2 separate regions of the Oryctolagus cuniculus genome follow, and region 1 is linked to region 2. The links are chromatin contacts, called in public Hi-C maps. All regions are on one chromosome and are shown on one strand. The core of a region is the stretch at or near the end of the contact, and the rest is flanking DNA. Distances in the headings are between cores, read along the strand shown. Region 1 has its middle 15 kb from the start of ZNF22. Region 2 overlaps ALOX5 (arachidonate 5-lipoxygenase).

Region 1 (5,535 bases), core at 1,615-4,114, 510 kb before region 2:
GATGTGGGATGCCAGTGCTGCAGGTGGCAGCCTAGCCCACTGTGCCACAGCACCGGCCCCATGACTGAGGCGTTTAGCAGCTGTTGGGTGAGTTTTCTGGGCTCCCACTTGCCCGGCCATGTGGAGGGGATGTCCCAGGTGGTTCCGGACGGCTCCTGAGGACATTGCTAGCCTGCCTTGGACACAGAATGTGAGTGAGAAATAAACCTCGTTCGGTGGTTCCAGATGGCTCCCAAGGACCTTGCTAGCCTGCCTTGGACACAGAATGTGAGAAATAAACCCCGTTCGGTTAAACCGCTGACGTTTAACAGTGAACCTGATCCCACAGCATGACCCATCCTCCTGGTTTTGTGCCTGTCAGGACCCAGTCCCCCAGTGCCCATGGCCTGTGAGGACCCCTGGCTAAGACACTGCCTCCTCGCCACCCCTCTCTGTTTGTACCAGAAGTTGCCTGCCGGGGCAGAAGTTGACCAGACCTTTCTCTCAGGTGGAGACACTTCCCCCATTGTCCCTGACCGGGCCTGGAAGGCAGCCTGGAATCTTGTTGTGTTCTCTTTTTTGCATCCTGTGACCCTGGCTCTGGAAAAGCTCACTCGTCCTGAGAGGCCAGATGTGCCGGGACATCACCCCTGGAATTGGAAATCGGTCCTGAGACTGACATGCTTTCTTCAGACACGGGAGAAGGGGACGACTGTCCCTCCACCTGGCAGAGCCCGAGGGAGGCAGGACCAGGGAGGGCGCGGGGAGTAGCTGCTGGCCGCCCCGAGGACTCACCTCACCAAGGTAAAGGGTCCGTGTCCACAACTGTATTCCAGATAGGCCAACCAGCATGGACGGCGGATGCCCCACCTGCAGGCATCACCGACTGAAGCCCAGAGGGCCTTCCTCCGGCTCCCAGTGCCGCGTGAGACCCGCGAGGGCAGTGCCACGCTGAGACAGCCCCCGGCTGGGTTCTCCACAACCCTGGGGACTTGCATTATGAAGAATGGCCGCTAGATGGCAGCAAAGGACACAGAACGGAAAGCAGTCGCGTGTGCGTGTTTCCCTTAGCTTGCTGAGCGCAGGAAACCACTATGGGAGAGCCGGGTAAGGTACAATGTCTTCGAAGGCACACCATACGTTAAGAAATTGAGCATATGTTAGTCCAATTACCTGAATGCCATTAACATTCCCACTGTAAAATAGATAACAAATAACTGAAAAGGCATGGAGATAAGGAAGTCTTTTCTTTAGAGACTTTTTTTTTTTAATTAGTACAAATTTCTTAAGAAACTTTAGGAATACAGTGATTCTTCCCACCCTAACTGCCCTCCCACTCCCAGTACCACCCCACTTCCTCCTCTCTCGTAAGTCTCTTTCTTATCAAGGCACAGAAATAAAAATCATCAGAAGTGTTCACTAAACATACCGTAGTCCTTTCCTGCACTCCTCTCTGGCTGTCCCTGCAAGATCTGTCCTATCCCTTACCAGCGTTCTCCCCAGCAAGCTGTCATCCACCACCCGGCTCAGCTACACCCTTCTCAAGCTTCTCCAAGAAGACGTGTGCACATGAGGGGCACCTGAGACCACCGCTGAGAAGCAAGGCTGTGCCCCTGGGGGGATGGACCCAGGTGTGGACACTGATGCAGGGGCTCCGGGCTGGGAGGACTGTCCACTTTTCCTTATCATAAGCTGTTTGATCTTCTTACCATATACAGACGTTATATTTATGCTTTCAAATATACATGCAAAGTAAATTGTGGCCGGCGCCGCGGCTCACTAGGCTAATCCTCCACCTTGTGGCTCTGGCACACCGGGTTCTAGTCCCGGTCGGGGCGCCGGATTCTGTCCCGGTTGCTCCTCTTCCAGGCCAGCTCTCTGCTGTGGCCAGGGAGTGCAGTGGAGGATGGCCCAAGTGCTTGAGCCTTGCACCCCATGGGAGACCAGGAGAAGCACCTGGCTCCTGCCTTTGGATCAGCGCGGTGTGCCGGCCACAGCGCGCCAGCCGCGGTGGCCATTGGAGGGTGAACCACCGGCAAAGGAAGACCTTTCTCTCTGTCTCTCTTTCACTGTCCACTCTGCCTGTCAAAAAATAAAAAAAAAAATAAAAAAAAAATAAAAAAAAAAATAAAAAAAAAAAAACAAAGTAAATTGCAGTAGCAAAAGGGAGGGGGGACCTCAGAGCAATGGCTCCGTGCCTCGCTGCCTTTGCCTGCTGGGGAGAAGCCCTGCCTGGCATTGCATCTCGCTGCAGTTTCGTCAGGTAACTTACTCCCTGAATCCCCTTCTTCTTGCCCACTTCCAAAGGGCTGGATTGTGTTACAGAGACTGTGTCTGTGCACATCTTTGTGTTCCACAGCTGTGTGCATCTCGGGTGGGGATGTAGAGTGTAAGACGCCGTGTGATGTAAAAGACATCTGGATTGGAGAGATACGTCCTGAGTTCTAGATCCGTGTGCCCTTAGACAAATCATTTTCCCTCTCTGCATCTAGGGCTTTTTGTCTATCAAATGAAGCCAAACTTGGCCATTAACCTGGATGTTTCATTTATGACTCTGTGGCTGCAAGCTGCCAAAACCAAGTTTGGTTAACTAAAGCAACATAAAGAGACGTGACGAAGATGGCTGAAGAAAGATTTGAGCGACCAGGCCTTGGGAAGGGTGGGAACCCTGGCAGCCCCAGGTATCCGGACCTGCCACCCCAGGGACCCTGCCACCACAGCCACGGGCTCCTTCCTGCCTTTGTGTGTGTGTGTTTTGCACGGGGAAAGAGAAATGGCTTTTCCAGCAAGACGAAAGAAGGAATGACAGAAAAGAAGGAGAGGCAAGTGAGTAAAGAGGGAATGGAACAAATTCACACAGCTCACAAGTTGGCTCTGGAGGCAGCTTCCCAGTGAGTCATCTAACAGCCTGTGTTAGCAGCATCGTAATGAGCACACGGCTTTCTGGTACAAGTACTTTCAAAGAAACCATAACTTCTCTGGTGTGTGTGTTTGTATCCACTCTTACAGTGCTATTCAGTTTTCTTATCTATTGAACCATGTCTGCTAAGGATTAGCAGTAAGAAAACCTTACTACCTAGAAGTAATAAAAAAAAATCAGGGCCGGTGCCGTGGCATAGCAGACTAAGTTACCACCTTCATGTGGGCGCTGGTTTGAATCCCAGCTGCACCATTTCCCATCCAGCTCCGTGCTGGTGCCCCTGGGAAAGCAGCAGAGGGTGGCCCAAGTCCTTGGGCCGCTGAACTCATGGGTCAGACCTGGAAGAAGCTGCTGGGTCCTGGCTTCAGCCTGGCCCGGCCCTGGCTGTTGCAGTCATTTAGGGATGACATCCAGTGTATGGAAGACCTCTCTTTGTGTCTGTCTCCCTCTCTGTAACTCTGCCTTTCTAATAAATAAAAAAAGAAAAGAATTTCAGTTGGTTTTTATTTACACTTAGTTGAGAAAAGTTCCTCTTAGGCAATTTTCTCTTTCAAAAATGTACTCAAGTACATGGGCAGAATTATCAAACCATATTCTCCTCACTTCACTCTTCAGATTGTGCATGTCTGCTCTGACCAATGATTTTGTTCTTTGTTCACTCAGATAAAAAATATGGATATGTATATTCTTATACTTATAGGTGGGAGTACTTAAAAATTCATGGAAAATGCATGTTACCAAAAACTATGCATGGATTTAAACATTTTTGTGCAAAAATAATGTATCTCTTAATTCTACTTTTCCATGAAGCTGTTGGAGTACTCATAATAAAATTTTAAGTAGTACATAATTAGGAGGGGAATCTCGTGTGTTAGTATTCTGATACATATGAAGTATACATACATTTCTTTCAACCCTGTGGTGCGTGTCTGTATTTGGGGGACCATGGCTACTGTTTTAACTTGCCTGAATCAAGCATAGGTATCGCAAAGTGATCCTCACTAGTGGGAGCCCCTCTTCTGACAGACCCATTATGAGTTGTCCTGAGCCGTGGAATCAGTTGTCCTTTGGGGGGGTCCTGGTTCCTTATACTGGGAATAATATTGGAGCCACAGCTCTGGTCACTGTCAGTGAGCATGGCAGTCCCAAAGCTGGCAAAGGCAGGCATTTTTCTTTTTCAGTTTCAAACATAACGTGGCATTTCCCACCTGACATGTATTAGGGAGTCTTATTTGCCTCCACAACTTTCTGCCTGCATAGGCTGGGAGTGGCTGACCTCTGATGCGACTCTGGAAGGGCAGTCAGCGTTCTGTGTGTTTCCCAGTCATCAGACCCTGATGGGCCCTATACACATAGTGCCAGTATGGGGCTCACTGGGCCATAGGCCCTGCCAAGAGAGCTCTCTGCATAGTAGAAAAGTCAGCCAGGAAACCAAGTCCTGCCTACGATGGGGGTGTATACAAAGCCGTGGCCTGGACTTGCTGTAGCAGAGTGCTAAGGACAGAGAGGCCCACCCCTGGTTGGGTGAGCCAGGGGAACATTTGCCAGTGAAGCAGGAGAGTAGTGATGATGGGTTGGGGAGTGGGCAACCTGCGCTGTCCCTCTCTGTTAGGTTCTGGTGCTGCTGGTGAAGTGGGGGGGGGGGACCTGTGCCGTGCCTCTCTGTTAGGTTCTGGTGCTGCTGGTGAAGAAGGAGAGTAGTGGGGGGGGGGGGGGCGGGAACCTGTGCCATGCCTCTCTGTTAGGTTCTAGTGCTGCTGAGTAGGAGAGTAGTGGGGGGAGGGGGGAACCTGCGCCATGCCTCTCTGTTAGGTTCTGGTGCTGCTGGTGAAGTAGGAGGGGGGGGGGACCTGCGCCATGTCTCTCTGTTAGGTCTGGTGCTGCTGGTGAGTAGGAGAGTAGTGGGGGGGAACCTGCGCCATGTCTCTCTGTTAGGTTCTGGTGCTGCTGGTGAGTAGGAGAGTAGTGGGGGGGGGGAGTGGGGAACCTGCGCCATGTCTCTCTGTTAGGTCTGGTGCTGCTCATCGTCTTTCAGGGTCCATGGGTTGTAGAGCCGGTTCTCCAAACCCTGCTTCCGTCTGCACGCGGCCTTCACCCTGTGTCTGTCTTGTCTTCTTGTAAGGACACCAGTCACGATGGATCAGGGGTCCAGGTTGTAGGAACATCATGAGAAAGGCACAGACGGGGTATTCAGTCTGACTGCTGCTTGGAGTGTGTGCCGGGCAATGGGAGAGGAGGCAGAGGAGGGAGAGGGGACAGAACGTGGTGGGCCTTGAATGGCCAGCTAAGAAACATGCACTGCTGCCTCTGGAGACGATGTGCCATCCGAGGGCTGGAAGTGAGGGTGGATAGAATCAGGTTTCCACCTCTGATAGATTTTCTGGCGGCTACGTAGAAGGTCCCAAGGACGTGCTAGTGTGTGCTTCACTTTTCAATGCCCTCTCCTATTTTTCTGAGCTGAGTGTGTGTTTCCAAACGGCAGTACCTGCAAATGATGACTGATTTCATCTGCCTTTTGAAATGGAATGGTTCATACCTTTCCTTTCTAGAGCTGGCGCCAGACCCAAGGCCAAGTTTAGGTAACGAGTGAAGGACTTGCTTTTCTCTTCATCAGCATCTATCTTGATACTTAACAC
Region 2 (5,672 bases), core at 2,581-5,080:
ACACATGGGGTATTCAGAAAGTTCATGGAGAATGTGTAGCATGAAAAAAAACTAGGCATGGATTGCAAATTTGGTTTGCATCACAATAAATCTGTCTAATTCCATTTTCCCACAAACTGTTTGCAGTACCTTTGTACATACTAAACATATTTTAAAAGCTTTCAATGAATAAATGATGGCCCGAGGCCAGCGCTGGGTGCACCGGTTAACGCCCTGGCCTGAAGCACCAGCATCCCTTGCTGGACCCAGCTGATCCATTTCCAATCCAGCTCTCTGCTATAGCCTGGGAAAGCAGAAGATGGCCTAAGACCTTGGGCCCCTGCACCTGCGTGGGAGACCCAGAAGGAGCTCCTGTCTCCTGGCTTCGGAGTGGCACAGCTACTGCCATTGGGGCCATCTGGGGAGTGAACCATCGGATAGAAGACCTCTCTCTCTCTCTCTCTCTCTCTCTCTCTCTGCCTCTCCTCTCTCTGTGTAACTCTGAATTTCAAATAAATCAATCAATCTTTTTTTTTAATAAGCAGAGTTAGACAAGGAGAGAGACAGAGAGAAAGGTCTTCCCTCCATTGGTTCACCCCCCAAATGGCCGCCAAAGCCAGCGTGCTGAGTTGATCCGAAGCCAAGAGCCAGGTGCCTCCTCCTGGTCTCCATTGCAGGTGCAGCACCCAAGCACTTGGGCCATCCTCCACTGCCCTCCCAGGCCACAGCAGAGTGCCAGACTGCAAGAGGAGCAACCGGGACAGAATCCGGCACCCCGACAGGGACTAGAACCCAGGGTGCCGGCGCCACAGGCAGAGGATTAGCCTAGTGAGCCATGGCACTGGCCAAATAAATAAATCTTAAAAAAAAAAAATGGCCCGTGCCAGCACCTGCCTCACCCCATGAGACCCCATGGTGAGGTGCCAGGTGCGGAAGCCTTGCTGGTACCCGGTGAGAGGGATGAGTGGGGCCCAAGCAAAGCCAGGAGCAAGAGCTTCCTGGGCAGCTATAGAAGAGTCAATGCCGCATCACCAGGGCATCTTGGGGACTTTATTTTCTGGCTCCTAAGAGGAGCACAGCAGGACATCCCCTGCAAGTTAGAAAACAGCTCCCCTGGAGTTGACCCTGGAGAGGGACAGGCAGGTCCCCTCTCTGCTACTAGAGGCAGAGCTCAGGCTGCAGACTGGGAACTGGGGATGTTCCCTGAAGTCCCAGGAACCCAATTCAGGGCAAAGCCCTGGGGAACAGGAGCATTCCAGGGAAGAGGAGGAGGAGGAGCAGAGGCCTTGGAGCAGTGGGAGGAGAGCTGGAGGCCAGGGCAGCTGGGGCAGAGAATCAGAGAATCCACGCTCATCTAATGGTTCTAAAGACACAGCTGCAGACATCTAGACTCTTCTGGAATTTTCCGAGAGGCCAGGTTCTCCAGCAGCTACAAGGGTACTTCAAAAAGCGTATGGAAAATTGAAAGCACAAGTCCGTGACTTTTGATGCAGGCATTCTGAAGCCCAAGAGGTGATTTTGTTGCTTTTGCATAATACTCATTTTCCATGAACTTTTTGAGGGTTGCTCTAATGCATGGATTGCAAAATTGCTCTGCACCAAGACAAACAGCTTCTGATTTCCTTTTCTAGGAAGCCTTTTGACTTCACATAGCAATATGTTTTCTTTCTCCAACGAATCAGCTCAACCAAACCCCAGGAGAAGAGAACCCCATTTTTCTCCCTTCCGATGCCAAGTACGACTGGCTTCTGGCCAAGATCTGGGTGCGTTCCAGTGACTTCCACGTCCACCAGACCATCACACACCTTCTGCGCACACACCTGGTGTCTGAGGTTTTTGGCATCGCCATGTACCGCCAGCTGCCCGCCGTTCACCCCATCTTCAAGGTACAGCCCCTTCACCTGGAGGGAGAGGGCCCTGTGGTGGGGGGGGTGACACGCCCACCTGTTTTTTATCATGTCATTATCAAGGCTATTGTTAACCATCAAAGCTGTGACCCCAAGCAAGAAGGAACACCCCTACCTGCCCTTCCTCCCTGTGCCAGCATCAGCTCAGCATGGGGGCCCTGGGGTGCGGGAAGCTGAGCACTCCAGGGTTTCCGTGGTTTGTGGACCCTGGCCCAGCCCTCTCTCCGGTCTTCTCCTCCCCCACCCAGCTACTGGTGGCACATGTGCGGTTCACCATCGCCATCAACACCAAGGCCCGGGAGCAGCTCATCTGCGAGTATGGCCTCTTTGACAAGGTGGGTGGCCTCCCAGCCCCACTGGTGCCTGCAAGAGCCCCCCCACCTCACCTGCTCCCTGGGGCCCATTGGCCCTGCCACGCACGAGGAACCTCTCTGCAGTGCTGCCCAGCACCGGGTGCACAACCTCCTCTGGTCCTGCCCTTCCTCGCTCTCCCTGCTCCGCCCACCTGGTGTTGTCTCTCTCTCTCTCTCTCTCTCTCTCTCTCTCTCTCTCTCACACACACACACACACACACACACACACACACACGGGAGCCCTTGGCCTGCCTTCTGCCTTTCTCACCACCCAAGCCAGAGGCTCGCTGGTGGGTTATAAATGACAAGCCTAGCACCATGTGGCTGCATAGGTTGTCAATTAGACCATGGTCGGGGGTGGGGGAAGACACAGAGCCCACCCAGGGACTCAAAGGGGGCCCTGGAGTAGTGCAGGCTGCCTGGCCCTTCTCCCTGGTCTGTGCCAGCCTCTTCCTCCTCCCTGCTGCAGGTGGGCCTCCTGCCACAGGAGGGAGCCCTTGTCTTGTGACTTGCCTACTTGTGCACGCACCTGTGTGTGTGTGTGTGTGTGTGTGTGAGCGCGCGTATGGGAGCCACGTGGGAGTGTGTACACACATGCCTGCGAGTATGTCTGTGTCATGCGCCTGGGGTGAGGCCAGGATCCCCGCCCCCAGCCCTCGGCTAAGCACAACGTGTTTCTGGGCGCTGGGGAGTGGTCTCTACCCCTCTGGGGCTGGGTCAGCCCCCTCACTTACCCGGCCCCTCCCACCCAGGCCAACGCCACGGGCGGCGGCGGGCACGTGCAGATGGTGCAGAAAGCCATGCAGGACCTCACCTACGCCTCGCTCTGCTTCCCCGAGGCCATCAAGGCCCGGGGCATGGACAGCACCCAGGACATCCCCTACTACTTCTACCGCGACGACGGGCTGCTGGTGTGGGAGGCCATCCGGACGTGAGTGCCCGCTGGCGCTGGGGCTGGCAGAGGGGGCGAGGGGCAGGGGACGCGAGGAGGAGCCCCCTTGCCCGCTCCCTCCGGCGACCCCTCCCCGCGCAGGTTCGTGGCCGAGGTGGTGGGCATCTACTATGAGGACGACCAGGTGGTGGAGGAGGACCAGGAGCTGCAGGACTTCGTGCGGGACGTCTACATGTACGGCATGCGGGGCAGGAAGGCCTCAGGTAGGGCCGCGGGGGCACGCGGGTGGGCGCGGGGGCGCGGGGCCCGGTCCTCGCTCAGCCAGCGAGCCGCTCCGCCCCAGGCTTCCCCAAGTCCATCAAGAGCCGCGAGAAGCTGTCCGAGTACCTGACCGTGGTGATCTTCACGGCCTCCGCCCAGCACGCGGCCGTGAACTTCGGCCAGGTAGGCCCGCGCCGCGCCGACCCGCCCGCGACCCGCTCCCGGCTCCCCCAGCCCGCCAACCCCTGGCCCTTGTGGGCCCAGGAGAATCAGGGAAGCCTGGAGGTGGAGAGACCAAGGTGCCCGGGGAGGAGGAGCTGGGGAAGGGCGGGGCCTTTGGGGGAGAGCTGGGGGGGGACGAGGCGGAGCTGAGAGAGGAGGCGGGGCCTTTGGGGAGGAGCCCAAGAGGCGGGGCCCAGAGAGGAGGGTCTGAGGAAGGGCGGGGCCTTTGGGGAGGAGCCTGAGGGGCGGGGCCGAGGAGGGAGCAGAAGGGCTGCCCGGGGAAGGAGGGTCTGCTGCTCTGGTGGAGGTGCCCGAGCGGCCAGGCCTCCGCCCGCCCACGCGTTGGGGGCGGTCCCCGCAGTATGACTGGTGCTCCTGGATCCCCAATGCGCCTCCGACCATGCGGGCGCCGCCGCCCACGGCCAAGGGCCTGGTGACCATCGAGCAGATCGTGGAGACGCTGCCGGACCGCGGCCGCTCCTGCTGGCATCTGGGCGCCGTGTGGGCGCTGAGCCAGTTCCAGGAAAACGAGGTGAGGCCGCGCGCGCCGGCCTAGGATGGCATTGAAAGGCAGGGTTGGGACGGGGAGGACAGACAGACAGACGCCCCGCCCCCGCGGGAGGGCTGCACCTGCGGGTCCTCCCCCCCAGCCCCAGGGAGCACAGGCTCCCAGCGCCCTCCCCTGCGCACGCGCCTGTGCCCTCCCCTGTGTTCTCCCCTGCGCGCTCACCTGCGCGCCCGCCTGTCCGTGCCCCGCCCCCAGCTGTTCCTGGGCATGTACCCCGAGGAGCACTTCATCGAGAAGCCCGTGAAGGAGGCCATGGCCCGCTTCCGCAAGGCCCTGGAGGCCATTGTCAGCGTGATCGCCGAGCGCAACAAGCACAAGAAGCTGCCCTACTACTACCTGTCGCCGGACCGCATCCCCAACAGCGTGGCCATCTGACCCCGCCGCCAGGGGTGTGAGTGCGCGGCCGTCCTGCACGGAGCAGGCCCACTCCCACACCCGGGCAGCGGCTGGGCCGGCTGGCTGACAGCCATAGTCATGCCTAGTCCGACTCCTTGTATGCAGTAGGTGCCCAGGAAAATTCCTGTCGAATGGATTCTTTGTTGGTTACCAGAACTAGAGGAAGTCATTTAAAACCCACGTGCTGGGTGGCCGGTGCTGTGGTGTAGCGGATAAAGCCCCCGCCTGCAGTGCCGGCATCCCATATGGGCGCTGGTTCGAGACCCGACTGCTCCACTTCCGATCCAGCTCTCTGCTGTGGCCTGGGAAAGCAGTAGAGGAAGGCCCAAGTGCTTGGGACCCTGCACCTACGTGGGAGACCTGGAAGAGGCTCCTGGCTGTGGATCATCGCAGCCTCAGCCGTTGGGGCCATCTGGGGAGTGAACCAGAACATGGAAGACCTCTCTCTGCCTCTGCCTCTCTGTAACTCTGCCTTTCAAATGAACAAATAAATCTTAAAAAAAAAAAAAAGCCATAATCCCACGTGCTGTACCCAGCCACCCGAAACAGCTGAGAAAAAGCCAGAATCAATGGGCTCCCCCACCCCAGGACACAGGCACCTCCCCCACACATCTGTCCAGAGCACATCTCAAATGCCACTGCCTCTGGGAAGGCCTCCTTGGCTGTCTGCCTGGGGTTTCCCGGAGCCGCTGCCTGTTGCTGTCCCAGTGGCCTCTCCCTGGGGAGGGGACGCCCTCGCTGAAGCAGAGAACCCACTTTCTTAGTGTCTGGGCCAGGGCCCGCCTAGGGTCCATCTCAGCTGCTCCTGGCAGGGACAGATTAGCAGGCGCTGCTGGGAGCCACGACCCCACAGCCCCGGTGTCAGAATCGCATCACCGAGGGGTCCCGGCAGGTGCTCCTGAGTGGGTGGGCTAGCAGGGTCAGGGAAGGGCTTCCACCGAGGTCAGCAGGGCACAGGAGGCCGTGTGCAGGTGCTCCTGGGCCCCTGGGAAGCTTCCTGCTGGAGCAGGTGCTGTAGAGGGCAAGGCACAGCCCCAGTGTGGCTCCCAGACGTGGTCGCCGCTGTGGGTGACCTTCAGCACTGAGCCACTCAC

The links. Hi-C and Micro-C count contacts between places; a contact is called where the count stands out from the background.
Region 1: a contact with region 2 is called in a Hi-C map of an unstated tissue, with 3 times the contacts expected there. The contact joins two enhancer-like sites. A contact is called at or near these places in 2 of 6 Hi-C or Micro-C datasets (ear pinna and an unstated tissue).

The regions. Positions count from the first base shown.
Region 1 is chr15:83,928,325-83,933,859 of mOryCun1.1, reverse strand. No RefSeq gene overlaps it. Among named protein-coding and RNA genes, the nearest start is that of ZNF22, 15 kb to the left of the region's middle. Within about 2 kb of position 2,864, at least 1 of the 8 cell types and tissues checked has an H3K27ac peak or open chromatin away from gene starts, as enhancers often do.
Region 2 is chr15:83,414,754-83,420,425 of mOryCun1.1, reverse strand. ALOX5 (arachidonate 5-lipoxygenase) reads left to right here. Exons shown (of 14, transcript XM_002718327.5): 8 at 1,662-1,865; 9 at 2,135-2,221; 10 at 2,992-3,170; 11 at 3,273-3,394; 12 at 3,475-3,575; 13 at 3,976-4,146; 14 at 4,378-5,088. The coding sequence ends at 4,557. The region is part of intron 2 of LOC103351327 (a long non-coding RNA gene); the gene reads left to right. Among named protein-coding and RNA genes, the nearest start is that of ALOX5, 36 kb to the left of the region's middle. Within about 2 kb of position 3,830, at least 5 of the 8 cell types and tissues checked have an H3K27ac peak or open chromatin away from gene starts, as enhancers often do.